Linked DNA regions of Gossypium arboreum: region 1 is linked to region 2. The links are chromatin contacts, called in public Hi-C maps. All regions are on one chromosome and are shown on one strand. Each heading gives the region's core, a stretch centred on a gene start, on an enhancer-like site or on the middle of the called end of the contact. The rest is flanking DNA. Distances are from core to core; before and after follow the strand shown. Region 1 holds the start of LOC108471198 (L10-interacting MYB domain-containing protein-like). Region 2 holds the start of LOC108470869 (protein tesmin/TSO1-like CXC 2).

Evidence for each region. Hi-C and Micro-C count contacts between places; a contact is called where the count stands out from the background.
Region 1: a contact with region 2 is called in a Hi-C map of leaf, with 5 times the contacts expected there. The contact joins the promoter of LOC108471198 here to the promoter of LOC108470869 in region 2. A contact is called at or near these places in 2 of 5 Hi-C or Micro-C datasets (both in leaf).

The regions. Positions count from the first base shown.
Region 1 is chr11:118,049,875-118,056,456 of ASM2569848v2, forward strand. It overlaps LOC108471198 (L10-interacting MYB domain-containing protein-like), which reads left to right and starts at 3,339. Exons shown (of 3, transcript XM_017772806.2): 1 at 3,339-3,587; 2 at 4,497-4,856; 3 at 4,950-5,889. The coding sequence starts at 4,497. The coding sequence ends at 5,615. LOC108473034 (a long non-coding RNA gene) reads right to left here. Exons shown (of 2, transcript XR_001869632.2): 2 at 6,350-6,514.
Region 2 is chr11:117,856,196-117,862,350 of ASM2569848v2, forward strand. LOC108470869 (protein tesmin/TSO1-like CXC 2) reads right to left here and starts at 3,665. Exons shown (of 11, transcript XM_017772369.2): 1 at 3,445-3,665; 2 at 2,669-2,832; 3 at 1,848-2,598; 4 at 1,479-1,563; 5 at 1,239-1,389; 6 at 1,088-1,162; 7 at 420-600; 8 at 8-103. The coding sequence starts at 3,507.

The DNA of each region.
Region 1 (6,582 bases), core at 2,089-4,588, 190 kb after region 2:
TTATTTTTTTTCAATTTCCAATTTAGTTCTTTTTTTATTTAATTTTCCATGGATGACTCATCTTATTTATCTACTAACTCCCCTTAATGGTCTATTTGCCAAATAAGGACTTCAAGTTTTGAATTCCATAGCTATTTGATACTTATAGCTACTAGAACTCAACTTTTGCATTTTATACAATTTGGTCCTTTCCATAATTAAACATGTAATCGATAAAATTTTCATAATGAAATTTTCATATTCCTATCATAATGCAGACCTGCAATAATATTAAAATAAATTTTCTTTCGGGCTTGAATTTGTGGTCCCAAAACTACTATTTCGATTTCATTGAAAATGGGCTATTACGGGTGTTATTTAGATGGTTTTGATGCTTAAATGGTTGGTGTTGGAATGATCAAATGAAAGTATACTTTGAATGACCAATTTAATATGTTTGGTTGTGTTTTGGAATATGTCAATTATGCTATGTTTTAGCATGGAGACAAAATAGATGATAAATGGTAAATGTGCACATATTTAGATTAATTTGATAATTATGTTTGGGGTGCATTTTGGCATATTGGTTGTATGGATAAATGACCTATTGAATTGATCTTATTATACATATTTTAGGTATGTTTGAGAGCTTGATTGTAAGTGCAAATGTTTTGTATGTGTGAGCATGTTTAGGGTGAAAAAAATGGTTTGAAAATGACCTCTTTCTCATCAATGCAGCCTAAGACAATTGCATGTGCCTCAGCCATGTGTGACACACAGCTACACGACACGGTTGTGTGTCCCCTGTAGGTTTTTAAAGGTTGCAGTTTGAGGGTACACAACCAGGCACACGAGCGTGCGACTTGGCCGTATGACCCAAGTTAGAGAATTAAATGGGCTGGGACACGACCGTGTGTCCCTACTTCGAACGCCACACGGCCTGAGACATGAGCATGTGTCTCAGCTGTGTGATCCTTGTAGTTTGAAAATTTTCATCTTTTTCTAAAAATTCTATATGTTTCCAATTTAGTCCCAACTTGATTCTAATGTGTTTTTAAGGTCTCGAGGGCTCATATAAGGGACAATATGTATGATATTGATTGACTTTTCTATGATTGATGTTGAATTATTAAATGATTAAATTTTTGATAGTTTTGAAATTTAAACTCCGATAATGCTCCGAACCTTATTCCGGCGACGGATATGGTTAGGGGTGTTACAAAATGGGCCTAAATGAAAATTTCAAAAAAATGGGCGAACATAGCCTACCTGACCTACCTATATGTCCTACACGACTTACCAAAATTGCTCATGCAATCATACATGCTCGTGTGCTCCACACAGCTTGGCACACGGTCGATCACACCTCCTGGTACACGGCCAACCACACACCCGTGTGGTGCACAAGGGCTAATACACGGCCAGCCACACGGCCATGTGACGCAGAGTAGTTCCAAAAACAACCTTTATTTTTGAGCTTTTCTGAGTTCTAATCGAAGTTTCGGGTTAGATTCACACACCTGATGTTATTTCTGATTAGCCACAGAACAGAGCACTCCTGAATCCTACATACGACATTAAATCATACTAATTAACAACCATGAATTAGACTAATAATTAACTTTCTCTTTACTAAAAACAACCCCCAAAACTGGTATTTGAATACTTACCCTGAAGAAAACGGTGATTTAATGGCAGCCTTTATCAGTACTTAACTTGCTAGAGGATCGTTGTTCGTCTCACAACACACTCTTATCAGTACTAAAATGAGCAGACTCAACATAAAAACTATTAAGATAAAGAAAATGAATCTTTCTAACTCCATGCGAACTAAAGAAAAATACTACATTACTACAGTAGAATAACAACCAACACTTACCCATAAGATGATTAAAAGATTGAGAATGCAAAAGTATGACACACCAAAATGATAAAAGAAAAATAGAAGAGATGGCAGTAAGAGAAAGTGAAAAGAACAAAAACAATTTTTCCTTATTAACCAAAGTTTACAGTAAAAAAAAGAAAGAAGAAAAGATGTGGATAAAGTGGAAAACTTTGGACAAAAGGAGTGGGGGAATGGGAGAGAGAGGAACGTAAGAGAGATTTTTGGATTAATTCAGAACTACCGACATCCCATTAAATCACATTAACTAATCACCAATCAGATTCTCTCAGAGTTCAAAATAAAAACAATTTTCACTTTGCACACATGAGGACTTAAACACAAAATCAAAGGGTAAGCTGAAGTTTTATCAATGAACCAGCAACCTCATTATTGTCAACAATTAAGCGAAAATAATTTATAAACTAGATGTTCAAAGATAAGGGTTTAGGTAAAAATTAGCAAAAATGCAAGTCAAATGATTCACACTTAGAACTTCACTCACACAGGTATAACACTTAACTAATGAACTAGATCACTTCATTTGTCATAATTCTCACAACCTTTACTCAAAAACATGATGTGACCACTCTTGGTCTTACTAACCCAATTTCTTCAAACATGCTTTTTGGGATGTGACACATTCTTTAGAGGTTACAATAGGATAAATTTGAAGGGGTTATGGACATCCATTTATTAATGAATTTACAACACTTTGAGTGTAGTAATTACTCCAATTCTTACTCTCCCCTTAAGAATTGAAAAGTGTAATTAGAGTACTCCAATTACATTCAATTCGATAGGGCCCATCAATTATAATAGTTACCCAAACATGTCATCATCGTGTAATTATAAGCAATTACACCAAAATTTAATTATCAGGTAGCTTTCCAAACACTACCTTACATAATCTTAAAACATTTCTATTTTAGAAAAAAAATTATGGTGTTTAAGTAAAAAAGATATAATATTAAATTTAGACCTTAAAGTTTACATATTTTGTTAATTTGACCTTCATTCTTTCTTTTAGCTAAATTTGACAATTAAACCTTCAAAAAGGTTAAATCGTTTTTGAAATAGAAATGATAACTAAAATATTAAAATTTTAACTATGTTGGCATGGCAATCCATGTATACTTCAGGTGATATAACACATATTATTTTATATACCATGTTAACAAATAATTTAAAATTATAAAAATATTTAAAAATATATAAAAATTCGTAAAAATTAACTTGAATTATATGTAGATTGCCATGTGAGTTGTCATTTAAAAAAATAACATTTTAGTCAATTTTTCTATTAAGAAACAGCAATTCAACACTTTTCAAAGATAAAATGATTTTTTTAAGAGATTAAGGGTCAAATTTAGTTTAAAAAAAAAAAGCCAATGATAAAAGATGTAAACATAGAAGAGTAAATATGATATTATACGTAAAAAACCAATTTCCTTTCTTTTCTTTCTCAATTTTCAGCCAAACGAGACGTTAACAGCTCCACGTGGCATAATCGGGCATTGCGTTCAAACGCAATCCCAAACGAAATTCGCAATTCCATCTCGTGACCGCGTTTGGGACCAAAACGTCCATCAACGCACGCGTTTGGGCAACCGCAACAAAGTTCTCTTTCCCAGATTCATCACTTTCTCTCCAACAAAAATCTCAATTCTCTTCCCTTTATTTCATGCATTAAACCATAGATTTTTCATCCTCATTTTGACCCAAGGTACCATTTTTCTTTTCGTTTGTTTCTTCTTTATCAACCCACCAATTTGGGGTTTAAATTTCGTCCGTGATGATAAAAATAGATTCTTTTGTGTTTTTCATTTCTGGGTTTTTTATTTTAATGCTTTTTGATTAATGGATTTTGGTTATGTTGTGTTGCTCTGCAATTTTCCTCCAATGGGTTTGTTTTTTTCCGTGTTATTTTTTCATGGCTTGAACAATGAAGAGCTAATTATTTTATTTATCTAATTATTAATGTATTATTTTAGGGTTTCAAGAGTGACTATTATATTCACTTATTTTTTTTTCCCTTGTTGCGTGTCTATCTGTGTTTCAGCATGTATGTAAGAATGAGAGTATATTTATGTATGAATGTGCCTTTTTTATGTCTTCATGTACGAATTAGTGTATTTATTTATGCATAAACGTGTCTTTTGTATGTAAGTAAATGCCTCTGGGTCTGTTATACATACATACATACATACATACATTAATGTATGTATGTATGTATGTATGTATAGAGGAGTGTTACTATTTTGTAAGAGTATTGAACCAAGTTCAACTCTTTGATTCGAGGACATGGATGCACCTAGTATTGGGAACCATATGTGTATCTGCAAACCTACAACTTTTGCATGCGAATGTGAGCGATTGATGCTACTGTGAGTATGTGGCTGTATATAAACGAATCTGGAATCTTATTGGCTTGGTCACTATCGGATATGTTTGGTTGGTTGAACTGTGATTCTCTGATTAAAGTATATTTTTGTTCGGAAACGGAAATGGCTTATACTTTGATGATCTTAAGTTCTTAATAGATGATTTTTTTTTTCTATTTCTTTTGTGTTTCTATAACTGGCTTGTTTGTATGATTCTTTTTCTCTTTTAATTTTGAAAAACTTTGTTATAGATGAAGAATGCTCGAATTCTTACGGTAGAGGTTCCTCGAGGTAGGAGTAATGAAAAAATCAAGGCAGTATGGGACAGGAACTTAACGATGATATTCTGTGATCTTTGCATAAAGGAAAAAGATCATAATTGTAGGCGAGGAACTTACTTTAAAAAGGAAGGGTGGTCGAGGTTGGTTGCGAATTTTAACAAAGAAACTGGTAAAGAATATGAAAAGTCGCAGCTGAAGAATCGATGGGATCTACTGAAAAAAGAATGGAAGCTATGGAAACAGCTCAAAGGGAATGATACCTGTTTGGGTTGGGATCCTAATAAGAACAATATCGATACTTCAGAGGCATGGTGGGAAAAAAAGTTAAAGGTACATGATTGATTTTCATAACGAAGATTTTATTAATCCTTTTTTCTATTTTCTCGTATATAAGATCAATAACACTCATGTATAAATGTGCAGCTAATGCCTGAGGCTACAAAGTTCAAAAATGGTGGTATTGATCCAGAATTAGAAAACAAATTAGATTGGATGTTTCAGGGTATCAATGACGACGTAACTTTCACACCCACATTTGGTCTACCGTCGATTGATGGAACTGATGATGATGAACCGCCTAAAGTAGAGGTTGAGGAGGTTGTCGCTGTAGAAGATATTCAAATGTCGAAAAAGGCAATGGGTGAACATTTCAATGAGATGGATAACCATTGCATGGAACAGAATCCTCAGGCTCACTCCGAATCCGAGCACCAGTCAGAGCCACCGAACCAGAAAAAGAGATCTCCAGAGTCAGATTCTTCTCATCTCAACAAGGGTAAAGAGAAAGTACCAAAACTAGTTGGGAGGGTTTCAAAACTATCTAGGCAGATAGATAGATTGTGTAGTGCAGCCGAAAGTATGAGTACGGCAACTTCAGCCAAGATAACTTTTGAGCCATACAACATTCCGGAGGCAATTCGAATGCTTGATAACATGGAGGAAGAAGTTCCGAAGATGAGCCAATTGTATTTTTTTGCCACGAAGCTGTTCATTGACAAGGATAAGCGGACGGTATTTATGTCATTGTCAAGTGATATCAGAGCTTGGTGGCTTAAAATGGAGATGGAGGAGAGCTCCAAGGCTGCTTAAAGGTATAAAATGACCACAATGGTGAGTACTACCAACATTTTATAACTTAATTTCAATGTATTTGATCAAGATGATGATCGTGATGAAGCTAGGAACCTAACAGTTGGATGATATCTCATCTAGCTTAATTATGTTGTGGGACCCTTCTTGCCTTAAGGTTTGTGGGAAATGGCTAACAATCTCCATTTTGATGTAGATAGATTAGTTAAATGTATGTTCACTTTTTATGTTTATTGGCAGTAATCAGTGAGTTTGATATGTTGATTAAGGGGTATTCATTTTGGTTTTGTGAAGGATACTGAACTAAGCTGAAAATATGGTTTTATAAAAGGATTTATATATAATCCCATTAAAATCAAAACTACTTATTTTTAACAAAATTATAATGAGTTGATATCATTTAATACATTGTAAGTGCATGAAATATATAAAAAGTAGTAGTTAGTAAATGATCACATTTTTAATTTAAGAATGCCGTTAAATAAGTTTGAAGACTAAGCAATTGGCTTCAATGTCATGACCAAACAGAACACAAGCAGAAGAAAAGAAAAAGAACTGTTGTTTTCTCTTTTTGGTTACAATGGGAAAAGCATTAAAGGTCCAAACATAGAATCTTATAAAAAACCTGTTAATTTACAGTTTTTTGATCCACTTTCTTTTTTCAAGCTAACACAGAGCTCCTAACAAAGAGAAATAGATGGAAATTTTTTTTTACTTCCACTAGCTTTTATTTCTTTTCTGATATGTTGATACTAAAGGGGCTTCATATAAACTTGAAATGCTTCATTGTTTTGGTTTAATTTGGGGTGAATGAGATTCTACCAGTATGGACCAGAGGACATGAACATCCTCATCTGTGCATGACTTCACATCTTCATATAAAATATATATCCCTCTACCTGAAATTCACCCGCAAAAAAAAAAAGAAAAAAGAAAAAAAAACAACTATAAAAATATGCTCAATCAT
Region 2 (6,155 bases), core at 2,415-4,914:
GACAAACCTGAAAACATTCACAGTACTTCTTTAAGCAACTTGACTTTCTACAATTGCATCCTCTTTTATGCCTGGCAGAAGCTGGAGTTTTGTTATTTTCACCCTGAATGAGCAACACCATTTTTGTGTGATTAAAGTGGTATTGCCGAAAGAAGACACCCTTATTGAAATATGGAAAAATTGTCATCAAAGCCAAAACATCACAACATTATGAGCCATGTCAGATGAGTTCAAGCTAAGAACCGGCACAACCAATTGATTGTTAACCACCCTAAGGAGTATCAAATCAAGGTTCAATTCCCCTTCCTCATTTGGCCTTATTCAAATATACAAAGAAAAAGGCCAAATGACAAAATAAGTAATGAGCTTTGATGCTACTCTAGTTATCATGAAGCTTAATCATAAATATAGAATCTAACCCAGGTATCCAAAACACTGTCTGTGCTTCTAATCACTTTGGGAGCAAATGCTTGTGGATTGCGAGATTCAATCTGTTTACGAGTCTCTAAAACCATCTTTTCATGAATCGGTTTATTGAAGCAATCTAAGCATGAACAAGGCTCAATACAGTAGAGACCAGCAGCAAAGCAGTCGCAGTAACTGTATCATAAAATATAGTCAGTAGAACTAGGTAGACAATATTGAAAGCAGCTAAATCCCTAGTATGAGAAAAAGTGAAAAATCAATGACAGTGAATGCAATGAGTAGAAATAATAATTAGGCAGCGGAGAACCAAGACAAATCCAAAAATACATATCTAAACAAATAGATTAAAATAAGCTAAAATGATTATTAAATCACATTTCATTCTAACATGCTATTGGAAATTGATTCATTAAGCAATTGTAGAAATCAAACCAATGTGATGACTACAAAGTTAGGCCTGAATATCTTATATTTTTAGACGTAGGAAGTCAATTTACAACCTGTTGGTTCACCTGATTTTTTACTTTTAATTCAGAGTAATTAAAGGACCAATGGTCTTCAGTATCACAATAGAGGAATTAACCAAATATAGGTATAGACTCAGTGAGACACTTCAAGATTATGCACACTGACCCTAAATACAGATTTAAGACAGACTTACAGTTTCAAGCATTTTGATCTCTTACAGTTACAGCGCTTGCATGAGGCACTCTCCTCAACAAGTTCAAACTTTTGCCTGCATAGTATTAAACTGAAATCAGTTTGTATTATGGTGTTTGAATAGCAATTTAGAGCATATTAATCTAACATGCCTCTTCTTTTCAGGAGTATTGTGGTCAGCGTCAGTGCCACCAATAGATGCAGGAGCCTCACAAGAACTTTCTATAACTACAGTTCCATTGTCACTAGGAACCTCACCCATTTTCATAGAGCTTAAAATTGATTTATTAGGAGGATTCTGGCCTACAGTCAGAAAACTAGGAAATGTCAAGGACCAAGGTGCATATCAATTTGTTTTCAAAAGATAGAGCCGCTCACAAAAGAAATACCACCTTTCAAGATGTTTGGAAGAGAATTCAAGTGCAAACCGAAACCAGGTGACTTCTCAAACACCAAACAACGCCGTCTTATGCTACGCTGCATAGAGAAGAACATAAGAGTATGGTTATAAAAAAACAGCCAATCATTGAGCAGGAAAATAGTGTAAATTTTAAGAAACGACACATAAAAGGAAAATCATTGATAAATGTACAATATAAGGAACTTGTATTAGGTATGCATATCATAAAAATGGCTCAAAAATGCTATTATCTTTTCATTTTCTAGAAAGAATTAAATACTAATATGTAGCTTCGTGTCAATCTTATATCTCGAATTGCAGTCTGCCATAAAAATGTACTTGCACAGTTTTTTCACTTTACCTGACGACTCAACTGGCTGCATTTCTCCCCCTTATCATCCTTCTTCAAACTTGAATCAGTAACTACTGGTTTGTCCGGTAGACAAGTAGACAGGATGCAAGATGTCTGATCTGTTACTGAATCTCCCAATTCATTTTGTTTGCAAGAACCTTGATGATCACCAGATTCTGCATTTTCTAAATTATTTGCATTATCAAGCGAAAACTCTGGGATATTTGATATAAAAGAGGTTGTCCCAGAGTCTACCGTTCTCTGATCCTGTCCATCACTATTCTCGTGAATGATAGATGTATTCACTGTCAACATATCAGCAACATCAGAAACAACTGCCACCCAGCCACATCCTGCTGCTTCTTCGCTCGGCTTAATCCGACGTATTTTACGCAAATCTCTTTCATTTTCAAATGACCGTTGCCTCTCTTTCCATTCATCTCTACTGCGTTGGAAAGGAGATCTCTCTTGCTCCACCACTTCCAGACTTGTTTTTTTCAGTAATGCATCACAAGCCTCCAGGTTATCATCAGGACTCCTACAATCATATTTTGAGGTTCCTGGCAACTCAACCGCTAAATCTGATTGCTTGTCAAACAGATCACTGCTAATTCCTTTGGATGAACCGTCATTACTGAGACATCCTGGATGCTCATCGTACAAGCCAGATTGCCCAGCAGCTTTTGAAGCTTCCTGACTTGCATTAGATTCATTACTGCTCTGGAGGACCCTAGTGTTTAAATCTGCCGAGAAATGATGCCTGAAACCAATATCATTCAGGACACTTAAAATCATGAACTAAATACAGCAATAAGAAAATTTAGTTTTACCTTTTAACTGAAAACCTGGATTCCCTATGGCAATTGATTTGTGGGGAGGGAAACAAAGATGAAGGGGACAAAAAAGCTAATGAATTGAAAGCATTATCAGTCTGACTGGACTTGGCTTGCTCAATAGGAGAAAGGCTATCAATGTACTTAAAGACAGGTGAATCCTGCAAAGGAAGAAAGCAATGTTTAAACCATAGCATGTAAGTCTCAATAACCTGATCAGCAAATGCTCATGTACACAAGAAAACAAAGAACCAAGCTAAAGATAGAGCAATCTAAACCAAACTAGGGAAAAAAGTATCTCTTCTATATCATTGAAAGAAATACCAACATTCCCAACATTTTGAAAGTATTGCTGCTCACCTCTAGTTGTATAAATTACCAACATTTCCAATGTCAAATCTCAATGAGACAAATTATAAGCATGTCAAAACTTATATATAACCCCATGAGCATAATTATTATTGGGTAAAAATTTGTAAAAAATTTACATTACACTTGTAAACACAAACATGACACGGGAAACACACAAATTCACGCTGTAGTCTGAACACAAAACCCATCAACAATTCCGACAAAAACATACAAAAGTAATTCAAAGCGAAAAAAGCAGAACAAATTAAACTTGACAGGCAAAACCCAAATCAGCATCTAATTATTGAAAGCCGAAATGCCCAAAACCCAGAAATCCTAGGTGAGCAAACATAATTAACAAAAACCCAAATTCTTAAAACTTTTTTTTTTTTTAAATTGCAAGAGGAAAAAAGAATAATAACCTCAAATTTGGAAAGAGAAGAAGTAGGAGTCGGAGTGATCTGGGTTTTATGTGGTGTATCCATTTTCACCAAAGGCTCCACATCTTCATCTCTCTTTTGCTTTTTTTCAAGGATTAGAGCTCAAAGCCTACGGAGACAGTCAAAGGCTCCCTTGCCTCTTTCTTTGAATTTGGTCGAAAGTGAAACCCAAAAAACAAAAAATAATAATAATAATAAGACTTTTGATTAAGGAAGCGGGAAGGCGGGAAAACAAAATGGTAATTCTATTTTCCTATTCAATTTGGGATGCTGGGTCGGTCCATCTCCTATGTTAGGCCCGTAATCAAATGGACCTTTTCTGATTTGGGATGGAATTTTGATATATTGGATTTAGACAGTTGATCCGGCCCCATTCTAATGAAATCCCGTCCATTAAGTTTGGATTATCATTTAATTAATAAAGTCGTGTGTTTTGGAGTGATGATTTCAATAATATTTAAAGTAAGAAAACCCCCCAAAACTTTTCTTTTTTTCTTTCCTAGCCCTTGTTCTATCCCGTAACGGTGTTGGCTTCCGGATTAGTTATTGCCTATCTTTTCTTCCATCACACCAACTTTTTATTATTTATTTATTCAGTTGAAAAATGTTTATGCTTATCGTTGTAAAATCTTCACCAACTACTAACAATTTTTTTTGAAAAATGAGTTGGTAATAGATATTCAAATGGTGTCTCTTCGTTTACTTCTTAATATGTCTCTATTTTGAGGATATTTTAGAATAATAATTTATTCCACAAGTCGATTTGGACTATGATGTCTTAAGTTTTGTGCTTTTGTTGTTTCATGAGTCTTGCATTTTTTATGAAAATGGTAAAAGTCTTTGTCTTGTTGTGTACAAGTTTTAGCCTTGCTTTTTCAAGTGTTTTTAAAGATGAATTTATTGTCGTTCTCTCTAGTTAGATGAATATTCAATTATTTTAATGATAACATCCACTACTTTAAAATTTCTGAGACTGATTCTCCTATCGTGATAGGAGCTTGCAATCACTTATCATGTAAAACTCCTTACCCAACCTAATGACCAACACGGTTAAGAGATGCTACCACGACATATGCATAACACTTGTTGCTTATTTATAAGTTTAATATGACTTTCAACAATTAAATAAAATCCATAAATTGAGGTTAAAAGGAATGGAAAACTTTGGAACATTTTTAAAATCATTTTGGATGATTCCAAAGGTGTTTGGACAAGTTTAAAACATAAAATGGGGGTTCTAAAGGCTTAAAACTATTAGAACAATCAATTTAGAGAAACAATTATTTTAGGTATAGTAGAAACTTTTAAATTTTCTTAAACAGAATTCATTGTATTATTTATAACAATAAACTTAATCGAAATATACTTGTACTTTGTACAAAGTCGACTAAAATCGATCTTGGCTTTCTACCAAATGATCTTTTCCATTATTCTCAAATCATGAACTACCTCAACTGTGGGCTCAAAGTTTATCAAACAAATCACATGAAATAAAATTTTTTATTAACTTTTAGTAAGAAAGTTAATTTTCTCTATAACCAAAAACTATGCGTTCTTTTCCAGAAAATAGAATTTATTTTGTAAAATAAATTTTCAACATTTTGAATTGAATAACGACATATGATAAGTGTTGTAAATTGCTCAACACATAATTTCTATTTATAGAGAATCATACAAGAGTTATATTCAAATAAGACTTGATTAAATAATAATATTTAATAGAAAATACAACTTTTCCTCAATTATGAGTATAGAGACAACAGCATGCCTAGTAAATACTAAGTTTGTTGTCCTTACTCCAATTATGTGTTATATGAACTTTTATCCAAACATTTATAATTTATCCACATCAATATTTATTTTTTATTTACTAAAATATTATCTATTTAATCAATTAAATTAATTGATTGAATTAACTAAATTAATTTATTAATTAAATAAATTTTTAATCCAATTCTAATTTCGATAAAATTAATAACTTTATCGTATTCGAATCTATGAAAAATATATTTAATTTTTCTATTCAGCAATTCATAATAATTAATTAATTTAATTTCATCTTCCAACTTCAATGTTTAATTATTATTAATTAATAATAATTTACAAAAGCCACTTCATGTGATTAATTTTATGAGGTAATTCTTCTTCATTCTCTTGATCTCCACTTTTCTCCCCAGTGTCTCTTTCTTATCTTGTTGGTTGATCCTAAAATTTTGATTAATTATGAAAAAAACCTATTTCTCTAATTCTATACATAAATAACTTGAAATGAAGAGTAAAAATTGATGGAGCCAAAGAGAATGGCGCACCAACATACCATGTCAGCCATCAAAATAAAATATTCAATTTTTGGTGGTGCCAAGAAAAATGGCATCACTTGTATAAATATCAAGAAAATATTGTTATTTCTCAATAATTATAGGACTTTAAAAAATCCATTTTTTGGTGGAGCCGATTAAGTATGGCTCCACCACTTTTTTAATGTTTCAAGGGTATTCTTTTTTTGGGAGGTTTTTAGATTTTTTTAAAAATGTTATTTTGTCGGATGGCTCCAATTAGAATGACGCCACCACTTTATTTATGTTGTGTCAACATTTTTTTTAGTTTTATGATAGTTTTAATTTTTTAGTTTTTTAATTTTAAAAATATTATTTTATTGGGTGGAGCCATTTGAACCCGTCACCGCAACACAA